Regions from separate parts of the Hordeum vulgare genome. Here region 2 is linked to region 1. Evidence: chromatin contacts called from public Hi-C data. All regions are on one chromosome and are shown on one strand. The core of a region is the stretch at or near the end of the contact, and the rest is flanking DNA. Distances in the headings are between cores, read along the strand shown. Region 1 holds the start of LOC123448675 (nuclear/nucleolar GTPase 2). Region 2 has its middle 440 kb from the start of LOC123448676.

Region 1 (6,982 bases), core at 1,227-3,726:
CTCTCCTGGAATCGGAGCTACCTTGCAAACCTACAGGTATATAAACGTTAATCAGAACATTTTCCTGAAAATGGTCATCTAGAAGGACAAGATAGGGAAGAGAATTACAGTCTTGGAGCGTAATGTGTTGATAACTGATGACTTCCCAACATTGGGATATCCAACAAATCCAACAGATATGGCTTGCTTGTCACTCCTCAAACGGGCAAACTGCCGTAAAACTGAAAGAAGAGATCCCTGGAAGTGGATCAAAAGTATAAGCACACATTATAAAGGAACACAACGATCATAACACAATAAAAGATTCACTTACTTTTCCAAATGACTTGTTGATGCTTGCATGGAATGCTAGGGTCGGATAGTCCCTCGATAGAGTACGCAACCACCCTTTCGTTGCCCAAGCAGGTATTAGATCACACTGAACAACAAATGAAATGCGCCCAGCCATCATTGTGTTGAAATACATCGCAACAGGTAAATAATCAACATTTGCACTAAGACAAGCTGCACAACTTAAAATGATACCTTATTTAGTAAGAATACCAGGTGTTTGTGCTTGGCATTCTCCTTCAGATGTTTCTCAAGATGGTAGCATCTAGTGCCCATTGGATCCCTGGCATCTAACACCTGTGCAAGAAATAACAATTTAAGCGATCAATACATGCAGATACTAATTTAAAACAATATCTAGGTGCACAGAAATTCTGACAAGGTCACAAGGTTGTGTAAAACTGACCTGCACAACAACATCTGAAGAGTCAAGAACTTTATAAAGTTCACCCCAAATTCTTTTGCTTTGTCCCTTCTCAAACATATTATGCCGGACAAGATCCCTTAAGCCATCTTCCTCTTCATTCTTTGGCAACTTTGACGAAGCATGTTTTTCCTCAAACGCATCTAAAAAGCACAAACTGAAATTTTACCAAGATATACAGCTATCCTTGACAAATAGGACATACAACTTGATGAAATTAAATATTATATTATCCCACAGGCAAAGAGTTTGGCTTGTTGACTTTAGAAATTATGGAACTTCATAGACCGACAACAATTATTATTCGTTATACAGCACATGAACAGCCAGTAGGTCGTCTAGTTAGTTGAGATTTCTTTATCATATGACATAATCTTGAACTGGAGACCAAACTTAGCTAATTACTCTGACTCATACCTTGAGAATCATCAGCTTTTTTTATTAGAGATTCATAATCGAGACTGGATAGTTTTGGTCGTTTACGCTTGCCCTTTGGTCCAAAGGCATGCTCAAAAGGCTCAGTGTCTAGAAGATGCGCACGAGCTTGCTGTATAATCAACATGAGCAACATATGTGAGTAAAAAAAATCATATTACAATATAATACTTACTTCACAATAAATATGGAAGGTTCCAAGCTATTTAACCAAAAATATAATTGAACCCAGGAGTAAAAGATATTAAGTTAAACACTAGTTTCAGCAAAATAGTGTCAAAGGCACATACACTAATACTCCATGAGCTACACGTCCACAAATCAATAATCAAGATGATAGAAGTGTACATAAGTGTTTACCTTCTGATGATCCTGCAGAAGCGACAGTGGAAGCTGTTTAGATTTCAGTAACACACTGTAGTTATTTGTGAGCCGTGCCTGGAGTTCTTGCCTCAAATATTCAAGTTCTTTCTGATTGATAACACGTGTATTTCCTGTGATAACCAAGAGGAAGAATAATACAATCAACATTAACTGTTACATCACCAGGCTTATAATAGAATAAATTCATGTACAAATTTAATCGTTAATCATGTGCGCTGCACATCCTATGACGGTATCAACAAATTCAATCCAGCATACATCATAACAAAGCTTGATTTAACCAACTATTATGTACACGATCTGATGTATCACCCACCAAGTTCACTCTCTGCACTGTGTCTTAGCAATTCATTGAGCCAATCAGTACCCAGACGGACTCTAATCAGCAAAAGAGCTTTATGCATGGTAATTGACACATTACCAACTCGATACAAAACCGAAAATGAAACCATCACATCTTCTCTGCTTCTCTCATACTCCTAAAAGTGTACACATCACACACTAACACGAGAGTTTACCTCACCCAGATCAACAGCAACGTAATTTACTCACAGACAGCAACTAGAAAAGAACAGAGAGGTAGGGGGTTTGCTCACCGAACCACCGGCGGTCAGGCTCGATGCGGGTGTCGGGGAGCTCCTTGGACTGGAGATCGTGCTTGACGATCTTCCCACCGCGGTCCCTCTTGGGCCTTAGTTTGTACATCTGGAGCCGCCGCACGGTGGCCGCGGACCGGCTCCCGCCGGCGCCGCCGGCGCCGCCCGCACCCTTCTTGTCATTGGGGCGGTTGACGTCGAGAGAGTGACGGGGCTTCCCCGACACATTTGATGACCGCTCCTTCTTCTTCCCCATCGCGCGCTGGGTGAAGCTCGCTTGGTTGGTTTTTCCGTGAGATGGAGGCGGCGGTCGAAAGAGGCGCCGAGGAGGGAGAGGCTAGGGTTTTGTAGGACAGGCGACGGCGATGGGTCGGTCGACTGGCCATCTGTGGGCCGGGCTACTGTACCCACCTCCCCAGGTTGCTGGGCCGTGACCCATATGCGACGGCCACCGTAAGGCTACTGTACCCACCTCCCCAGGTTGCTGGGCCGTGACCCATATGCGACGGCCACCGTAACAGGCAAGTTTCCCCCTGCCACAAATTATGGGAGAAAAGCAAGACCAAAAAAAAGTCCTACATGTATGGTAGGAGGAACAACAGCCCACACATTCAATTATCATAGGTTGCGTTTCGTCACCACATTCATGCAAAAATGATAAAATCTTTTGTCTTTTTTGTTTTTTAAATGTTTTATCTTTTAAATAAAAAATCCGATTGAAAAATCGTTTTGACCAATAGATCCATCGCAATGAAATCTTCGAAATTATATCTCATACTGATATGTTTTAACGACTTTTTTAGATTAAAAGTTGTCATATCTATTACACATAAATTGACATCATGGTTACACTAAAGTTGCCATGATATATTTCAACAATTTTTTCTTCTACGTTTAAAATAAACTTTGATATGTTATAGAAAAGGAAATTAACATACTAAACTTGCCATGATGAATTACTAAAATTTTCCATGATCCATGAAATAATTGGCATGGTTCATAAGTAAAAAAAAATATGCCGTCACTTATTTTTAAAATGCATGGTCACTCACTCAAATTTGTCATGAACCATAAACTAAAATTATCATTATAAATTACTTAAAGTTGACATGATACATGCACTGAAATTTGTCATGGTTCATATAAAAAATATTTTTCATTTTTAAAATACTAGAATTGTCATGGTCAAAATACTAAAATTGCCTTGATCTATAAACTCAATTTACCATGATAAATTACCAAAAATTGACATGATCCATGAATTAAATTTATCGTTGTTAATTACTAAAATTTGTCATGGAAAATTAATAAAAATTGTCATGAAAAGTAATTGAAATACAATGTTAGTTTTAAATCTAAAAGAAAAACTATATGAAACATGTTGTGGCAACTTCAGTGTAAAACCATATGACAACTTCGGTGTAAACATGTGGCAACTTATAGCCCCAAAAAAATCTTAGAAACGTATCAATATGGAATCTAGTTTTTAAAGGTCTCGTCAACACGAATTTAATGGTGAAAACAGATTTTGAATTGGAATTTTTATTTAAAAGATGAACATTTTTAAGTCTAGAAAACCAAAAAGATTTCGTTGATGTTATATGTTTGATGTGGCAAGATGAATAGTTATAGAGGCGTGTGGACCATGTTGCCTCGTGCCACACGTGTGAGCGTTATCATTTTGGAAAAAAAATTGATGTTTTCCCTTCAAAAAAGTAGCCCTTTCTTAATTTCTCAAAAAGAAAAGTGATTCTTCTTTTGAAACGGAAGCAACGGTTTTGCCTCATCCATTAAATAAGAGAGAATAGAGTTTGTTATAAGTACACTGGACACATGACATGAATGATTACTCTCACATAATTATTTACCCTAATTTTTTAGCTCCAGCGATGACCCAAAGGTTTGCCACGGTCGAGATGGTGGCAAGCAAGATTGTCGATTGAGCGATGTTAAGCGTGAAAACTCTTGTGTTTCACTCATTTCAAATTTTCCACGAGACAAGCATGGTGACGGAGGCCTTTGCTTCTCTGTTTGGCATGTCGTCGATGCGGGTACTTGCCCACCAAGGTCCAAATGGAAGTGTCCAACCAAATATGTGAGAATTTTCGATTACCAAGGACCAAAGCCTTAGAGCCCAACAACATTTGAAGAATAGGTGGGACCCACATTCGTGCACACTCTTCCAAAGTGGGAATGACCGCAATCTGACCATACATGCTTAGTGTAGCGTCCAAGATGTGATTTTGTCCTTATTTTTGGCACGAGGGCCTCGACAGGGATAGAAGCGCATCTTGTTTTAGAAGAATGGATATCATTACAAGTACATGTACAAAAGAGATGAGTATATGGAATTGGCTTACACTCACCACAAGCTACAACATGAACAACACAATACAACAATATATTCAATCACCATGTGGAAGAGCAGGGTCCGACTACGGACGAAATCAAACGATAAAGAGAATGACGTCCATCCTTGCTATCCCAGGCTGCCTGTGTGGAACCCATCCTAGATCGATGACGATGATGATGATGAAGAAGAAGAAGAAGAAACTCCAAATAGAACAATCATCGCGCTCACGTAAAAGTATTGTTTTACCTGTACCTGCAGCTGTTGTTGTAGTAATATGTGAGCCACAGGGACTCGCAATCTCATTTCGAAAGGTATCAAGACTAACAGAGCTTAATGGTGAGGTATGGTTAAGTGGTGAGGCTGCAGCAAGCAACTAAGCATTTATTTGAGTGGCTAACTCACGAGTACAAGAATAAAAGGGGTGATCTATGCACAAACGGACGTGAACTAGAATGATCACGAAGTGATCCTGAACACCTACTTACAAGCCAGACATAACCCCACCATGTCCTCTCTCGGATTAGAACTCACGAGAAGAGACGGTCATGGTTACGCACATAGTTGGCATATTTTAATTAAGTTTACTTCAAGTTTGCTATGACCCGGTGTTAAAAAAAAGTTTCCAAGTTGCCACATAACCGCGGGCACGGCTTTCCGAAAGATATAACCCTGCAGGGGTGGTCCAACTAGTCCATCACAAACTACCACAAGCTACGTCGGAAACCTCGACCATGGAAAACCCGTGATCTCCTTGGATTTCTGATGAAAAACCTCAACCTCGAGATACCCCAAAGTATCCTCGGAATCTCTCAGACTAGACGTTTGAGAAGGGTAAAACAAATCTAGCAAGGTCGCCCCGCGTGCCAGCAGACCTGATAGGAGCCGCGTATCTCGTTCTCAGGGCACGACCGGATGAGCTAGACGTCGGGTTGGCTAAGACCCCGAGTGACTAGGGAGCGCCGGACATTGCTTGGTTTGGACCAACACTCATGCGAAGCACTGGCCCGGGGGTTGATTAATTATCCACGGGTTAATTACTCCCTATGTGGTTCATTAGTTATTAGGCAAATGTAGTACCAATGTTGGGCCTTGCCAGAAGAGTTTAATCCCAAAACAAAAATCAAGGGGGTCGCCATAACAACCCCAAGCATGTTAGGAGAGCTCAATTATGGAACATAACACCGGTACACAAGTAACTAGGGCGACAAAGGTGGAACAAAACACCGAGCTAGAAGGCCAAGCCTTCCACCCTTTACCAAGTATATAGGTGCATTAAATTAAATAGCAATAATATGGTGATATATCAAGGAACTCATGTTGTCACATGGAAAGCAACTGCACCTGCAACTAGCAATGCTATAAGAAGGCTGAGCAAGCGGTAACATAGCAAAACAAAAGTTTGATGGGGCGTGGAGGGGGTTAGAGGTTTTTCCTGGCAATGCAGGGAGGCTGAACTTTGACGCCTCGATTTTGACTGTACTCTAATCTTACACACAAATGTGTATGACCAAGATCAAGGACTCATGGGAAGATATCACAACACAACTCTAACACACACAAAAAAGTCATACAAGCTATATATTACAAGCCAAGGGCCTCGAGGGCTCAAATACATAAGCTCTGGAAACACACGAGTGAGCGAAAGCAACAAATCTGAGTACAGACATAAAACAAGGTAACACCTTAGAGAAGGCTAGAACAGAAGATACATAGGTCGAAAGAGGCTAGACCTCCTGCCTGGGAACCTCTTGAAATATTCCTCGTCGTGAGTGGCCTACACGTAGTAGTAGGCACCATCCGTGTAGTAGACGTCATCGGCGGGATACGCAATCTACTGGGCTCCATCATCTGGTCGCGGCAATCGTATCAAAGGGAAAAGGGGGATCAAAACAATGGTGAGTACTCATCCAAAGTACTCGTAAGACTGACAGTGGAACTATGCTAAGTATGCATTGACATTAGAGGAAAGGTGTTATATGTGGACTAACTGCGGCAATGCGAGAATAGAGAGAAGGGATTAGTCCTATTCGAAGACTAGCATCTCCAGGTGTCTTGCAACATTAGAAGAGAGTAGAGCAAGTAACACAAATATATAGTCATGTCATTGCACCAAATTTAATTAAGTCACAGCCAGAGATTCTTCCTCGACTCCCTTCGAGAAAGCAATCTCAGAGCCAACATTCCGGTTAAGTAACAGTTCTAGTTGTATTAGATCAGGATACAATTCCAAATCGTCCTGTAACCGTGGACACGACTATTCGAATAGATAATTTTCACCCCTGTACGGGTGCACCAACTTACCCGTTATGCTTGACAAACTCTGGTCGGACACACTTTTCCAGGGTCATGCCCGGCCTCACAACATCAACACGCCACAACCCTACCTAGACTCAACACAAAGGCCAGCCCTTCGGTCTAAATCCTAAGCACACAGGGGTCATGGGACCATCACCATTTGCA
Region 2 (6,559 bases), core at 1,380-3,879, 970 kb after region 1:
TGTTGTCACATGGAAACAACATGCATCTGCAACTAGCAACACTATAAGAACAGTTGAGTAAGCGGTAACTTAGCCAAACAATGGTTAAGTAGATATCCATGTTGTCACATGGATGTGGAGGGGTTAGAAGCTTTTCATGGTAATGTTAGGAGGCTTGACATTCAAGTGGTAGGTAACAAGACATAATGATGGAAGAAAGACAACTAACATAGCAATGATAGTAGTGGTATCCAAGAAAATGATCATCTTCCGTGAGATCCCGCTTAGAAGAAGACCATGAAGTAGACTGATGGGCGTAGTGGAATGAATCCTCATAATCTGAATTGATTTCGGAACTCTAGTGAGGAGAAACAAAACCATAAACAAACAAATGACATGGTAAACACACCATAACATATTCACACACATGATGCACAAATAAGGATGACACATGTCCAATTAATTATGCATGGCATGGAAAAGCACAACAATCAACGACTCCCTCCATTCCTTTATGTAAGGTGCATTATTTCCGACACGGTGACCAAGGCGCATAATTATACACATGTTAAGATGAAATTACCCTTGGCCAAATCATTGATTAGAGGGAATAAAATCATTTAGGATAGGAAAGTAAGAGATACACACAATCATGAGAGAGATTCTTTCCTTTTTCTCTTTATAATAAGAGATGCATGCAATCAAGGGAGAGATACTTTCTTTTCTTGAAAGGCTAATAATGGAATTAGAAAGAATTAGAAGAAATGCACCTTACATTGTGAAATTTTATGGAAAAACAAATACACCTTATATAAAGGAACGGAGGTAGTACTACACATTAAGTGAAGTTCAATATGCAACGGTTCCATATTGACGAACCTCCACCTTCAAATATTTGGTTCACCCTTGTTTAGGTACTTGGCAAGTTTAAATGTTCCTAAACATGGAAAGAGGTGATGCATAATTAAAATATCTATCTAGACAGTTTAAATGAGGTCGGAAGCAACTTATAGTATTTCTAAAACTACCCCATATGCAAATTATGAATTTGGTCCAGATCTGAATTACTGTTTTTCCACTCTATTTACATATATAGTCAATTTAATTCGGAGATGTGATTATTTAGTTATGGAATAAACCATTTTAGCATGAGATTTATGCAAATGAAGTGCAATCGTCATTTTAAGTATTTTGAACATGATTGGAAGTTGGATTTTGTAAAATAAAATGAAATTCTAATCATTTTGCATATATAACATGTTATATTTGGATGCACACATATTAAGTTACTAGCAATTTCAGTGATGGCATTTCTGCAATCATGCAATGCACTAGATATTGGTAAAATCGACGAATAGAAATAAAACAAACAAAGATGGGGTGAATCAGGAACAGAGTGGTGCGGCCCGAAATGCATCAGTGCTCTCGGCGAACTATTCTACCAGGCACTCATCAGAAAAGATCAAAACAACAAAAAATAAAAGGTCGAAACAAGGATCAGAGACCTCGTCGCCTAGGTTTGTACATGCGTGGCTCACCAGATACCGTACGGTTGATTTTGGATCATATGTGGGTTCAGCTTGACATGAGACAATCCCTAAAGCTAATCTGATCGAAACTAGAAGTCTGAAAGACAATTGGTTGTGCCGCCTACGCGTGTAGCAGAGAGCTGAGGAAAACAAAACAATAAATGGGATGCGTGGGTTTTGAACCCTAGATACATTGCGTAAGAACACGCTGGACTAACCAAGTGAAACTAAATTTGGTTCGTGTTGCTACAGTAGATCAGTTCTAGCTGAACCAAACAAGAGGAAGGGTCTTAACGGCTTAACCATATGGTCTTAACTCGAAAAGAAAGCATAAAAGGGTCGGCCTTCCTTGGGCGACACCACGTTGTTATTTTCTGCCCGGAGCATGCACAGCGACCAACAGGCAAACCGTGTGGTATGGCTGGCTTGCCGGAGGAACACCGGCCACGGCATGGGCGTGTGAGGCGGGGTGTGCAACAGAGGTCGCAGGCATAGGGAGTTCGGCGATCATGGACTCAAACATCCACAGAAATTCTTTAAGGGGACAGAATGGCGACTACGCGGATGAGTTCTTCAAGGGGAAGAACACTGGGGGAGCAGGAGCTTACCACGATTCTGTAGGAGATGGAATAAAGGTACAGGATGCATCATAGAGGCACGACAGAGGCGTTAATTGTGGCTGCATACGGGAGCATGAAGAAGATGAAGCGGAGGAAGAAGATGGTGTTGTGGACAACAACGTCGGGCTCGGCTTGGCATGGGAATGGAAACGAGGCTGCGTCCTCTTGCGAGCGAAGCAGAGAGCGTCTGGTGGCGCTACTACGCCCGGGGCTAGCTCCACCTCGGTTCGGCCATGGCACGGCAGGCAGCTTGCGGGCACGAGGGAGGCAAGGAGGAGCGGCGGTGGCGTGGGGAAGGAAAGAGATGGGGCTCCTGAGGTAACCCTAAGGCGCAGCTGGCACGATTTATAGGTGAAGACGTGGGTGCAGCTCGGCCATGGGGACGCCTCGCTGGCCATGGCGTTCTTTTATAGTGAGAGAGGAAAATGTGCTAAGGTGGAAGAAGCTGAGAGACGGAGAGAGAGACTCCCAGGTGGGGGCCATGGTGGCCATTTGGCTGGGGCAAGGGCACAATAAATAGTGTTAGTCCGCACTAGTGGTGGTGAGGCTAGCTGGGTCGGGCACTCTCTCCTCTATGCATTTCTTTCTACTATTTGAAAAAAAAACAATCTCGTCCTAATCTCTTCCTAATCTTTACCTAATAATAAAGAGGCTATCGCTTTCGTCGAAAAACCCACCGAGATGATTTTACAAAAAAGTCCTTACTGTTTATGACATTAAACTCGTAGTATATATTAAATATATTTTTAAATACTCATATCTTTTAAACCGTAACTCCAAATTTAACGTATTATACATGGAATTTGATTAGAAAAATATGTACAATTTAAATATGATATTATTTTATCTGTTAAACGTTTAATAAAAATACTATCTAGGGTGCAATCTTAATAAATAAGTCATTATTCGTCTTTCTTTCATACCGGTACTCATCCGGGTTGGCAATGAACACGTCAACAAAATCAGGATTAGAGATGAAACTGAAGGTCACTTGACTGATTCTTTGTACGTATTAAATCTACATGCAAGCCGTGTTAAAATAGAAGACCTGTGAAATTTTGAACTGCATTTTTATAGGATAAGACCATCTTTATTTGTATCGTAACTATAAATTCTTAAATTATAGACATTTTTTATAAATTAAGAGCGTGTGTCGTGGGGTATTTCTTTCTCCCGTTGCAACGCATGGGCCCTTTTGCTAGTAATAATAAAGCAAATAGGGTTTCTGGTCGTCCGTCATAAAAATTACCCTTAAAGTTTGCATAAATTACCCACCATACCACCGGTAAATAATAGAAAACGTTTCAGAAACAAAAAAATCTTGGACTGGGCCGCTGGGAGAATATCCAGCACATCGTATGGGCCGGGCCATGCACAGGCGTCTTCTTTTAGTTCCGTTTATTTATTTATTTTCTGTTTCGTTTTATTTTTTAATTTTAAATAATTTAGAACTTCAAATAATCTTTAAATTTTCAATAAACTGAAAACTATAAATCAACATATTTAAAAAATAAAATGTCTGTGACTTCAAAAACTGCCCGGAGTTTTGTATAAAATGCTCGCATATACAATAAAAATGTTGCAATTTTAGAAAAAATATTTATACAATAAGAAAAGTCCATGATTTCAAATACAATTCCATGTATTCAAAATTATTAAAGGCATTTAACAAAATGCTTTCTAATTGAAAATATGTTAATGCATTTAAGAAATGTCCTAAAATTTGAAAAATAGCTAATGCCTGTTTTGATAGTTTTTTTTTATATTTAAAATTTTCCATTCCATTTTTGTTTATTTCTAATTTAAATAATTTAGAATTACATAAACTTTTGCATATTAAAAAATAGGTATTTTGAAATAAAATGCTGACGAAAACATAATGTCCGTGAATTTAATAAATATATTACTGATTTATAACAATGTCCATGAATTTAATAAATATATTACTGATTTTATAAAAATGTTTGTTTATTTAGAAAAACTTCATGCGTTTCAAAAAATGTTTGTGAATTTAAAATAAAATCCTCCAACATAAAGAATTATGTTCGCCTTTTCTTGAATTGGTCGCCAATTCAAAAGAAAATATTTAAACCCGTTCGAAAAATAAAAAATATTCACGATTTCTAGTAAATGTTTGTAAATTGTAAAAAATGTTCTCGATTTTAATTTTTTTCCCATATTTGTAAAATTATTCACGAAAGATCTAATGTATATAGTTAAACATTAATGCTTCTAAATCTTTGTGACAATATAATTGTGTGAATTTTGAAGAATTAACTGTTGGATGTATCGAATTATTATTGTTTGTTTTCTAAAAAAAATTATTAAAATTCAGAATAAATCTTTGAGTTACCAAGATTTTTTACAACAATGATATATATTTATTGAAAATGTAAAGATTGCTTCAACTTGTGAATAAATTTAAAAGAAGAAACATTTTCTTTTATTTGTGCATAAAATTTTAAAATCAAGCGATGATATATGAACATAATGTAGTCACCATCATTGAAGATTATATTTCTTTTCGTAGCAACGCACGGACCATTTTGCTAGTCTCTCCCTAATAATAAAGCAAATTCGATTTCTGGTCGTCCGTCATGAAAATAACTCTAATGTTTTCATAAATTACCCACCATGCCACCGGTAAGTAATAGAAAATGTTTCACCAAGCGAAAAATCTTAAACTGTGTCGGCCCATGTAAAAATCTCATATATTACGCTCTGCACGCTGGGAGCATATCCAGCACACCGTATGGGCCGGCCCATGCACAGGCGCCTGCTTTTAGTTCTATTTATTTATTTGTTTTCAGTTCCGTTTTATTTTTTTAATTTTAAATAAGTTAGAACTTTAAATAATCTTTAAAATTTTAATAAACTGAAAATTACAAATCAACATATTTAAAAAATTAAAATGTTTGTGACTTCAAAAATTGTTCGGAGTTTTGTAAAAAATGCTCGCATATACAATAAAATGTTTTCAATTTTATAAAAATGTTTGTACAATAAGAATAGTCCATGATCTCAAGTACAATTTCATGTATTAAAACTATTAAATGCATTTAACAAAATGCTTTCTAATTCAAAATATGTCCTAAAATTTTAAAAATAACTAATGCGTGTTTTGCTAGTTTCTTTTTATTATTTAAAATTTTCCGTTCCATTTTTGTTTATTTATAATTTAAATAATTTAGAATTACGAAAATAAGAATTTGGATTAAAATGCTGACGAATATTTATTTTGAATTAAAAATAGGATTCAAAAAAAGCGCCGGATTTTTATATTTTTTTTGCAAATTCCAAAACAATGTCCATGAATTTAATGAATATATTACTGATTTATAAAAATGTTTGTTTATTCCGAAAAACTTCATGCATTTCAAAAAATGTTTGTGAATTTAAAATAAAATCCTCCAACATCAAAAATTATGTTCGTCTTTTCTTGAATTGGTGGCCAATTCAAAAGAAAATATTTAAACCCGTTCGAAATATAAAAAATATTCATGATTTTTAGTAAATGTTTGTAAATTGTAAAAAATGTTTTCGATTTTAAAATCGTTCCCATATTTGTAAAATTGTTGACGAAAGATCTAATGTATGTAGTTAAACATTAATGCTTCAAAGTCTTTGAGACAATATACCTGTGTGAATTTTAAAGAATTAACTGTTGGATGGATTGGATTATTAAATGTTGTACAAATATTTTTCTAAAATTGCAAACATTTTATTGTATATGCGAGTATTTTTTACAAAACTCCGAGCAGTTTTCGAAGTCACAAACATTTTAATTTTTGAAATGTGTTGATTTATAATTTTCAGTTTATTAAAATTTTAAAGATTATTTGAAGTTCTAAATTATATAAAATAAAAAAATAAAACAGAACTGGAAATAAATAAATAAATGGAAAAAAAGCAGCCGCTTGTGCATGGGCCGGCCATACGGTGTGTTGGATATTCTCCCAGCATGCAGAACGTAATATAGGACATTTTTACATAGACCGGCCCAGTCTAAGATTTTTTGCTTTATGAAACGTTTTCTATTACTTACCGGTGGCATGATGGTAATTTATGCAAACTTTAGGGATAATTTTCAAGACGGACAATCAGAAACCGTATTTGCTTTATTATTAGAGACATATATATATATATGTATATATATATATATATGAGAGGGGGACCGATTGGGTAGGGATGTTGCTCAGAGTCCGGCAATCCCACGGTGACTTACTAGTAATAAAAAAGCGAATACTATTTCTCGTCGTCCGTCGTCGTGGCTTTTTTGTGAAAAAGCTCCTAGGATTTCAAGTATTCAACGCGCTATCCCTACATAAGTGGATTTGAAAAAACGTTTCAACTTTGCAAAATAACCCCTGCGTATTTAGAATTCCGTCTGCGCTCCTTTCTTCGTTCTATCCAGGGCAAAGAAGGTGGAAG

What was found. Hi-C and Micro-C count contacts between places; a contact is called where the count stands out from the background.
Region 2: a Hi-C map of seedling shows a contact between it and region 1, with 6 times the contacts expected there. The contact joins the enhancer-like site here to the promoter of LOC123448675 in region 1. A contact is called at or near these places in 2 of 6 Hi-C or Micro-C datasets (leaf and seedling) and 1 of 1 datasets of contacts at active chromatin or transcription factors (embryo).

What each region holds. Positions count from the first base shown.
Region 1 is chr4H:382,830,837-382,837,818 of MorexV3_pseudomolecules_assembly, forward strand. It overlaps LOC123448675 (nuclear/nucleolar GTPase 2), which reads right to left and starts at 2,477. Exons shown (of 11, transcript XM_045125643.1): 1 at 2,170-2,477; 2 at 1,550-1,683; 3 at 1,172-1,301; 4 at 737-897; 5 at 526-627; 6 at 314-418; 7 at 109-237; 8 at 1-30. The coding sequence starts at 2,425.
Region 2 is chr4H:383,805,407-383,811,965 of MorexV3_pseudomolecules_assembly, forward strand. No RefSeq gene overlaps it. Among protein-coding and RNA genes, the nearest start is that of LOC123448676, 440 kb to the right of the region's middle. Within about 2 kb of position 2,630, at least 1 of the 3 cell types and tissues checked has open chromatin away from gene starts, as enhancers often do. A contact at or near this core is called in seedling, where this site is marked.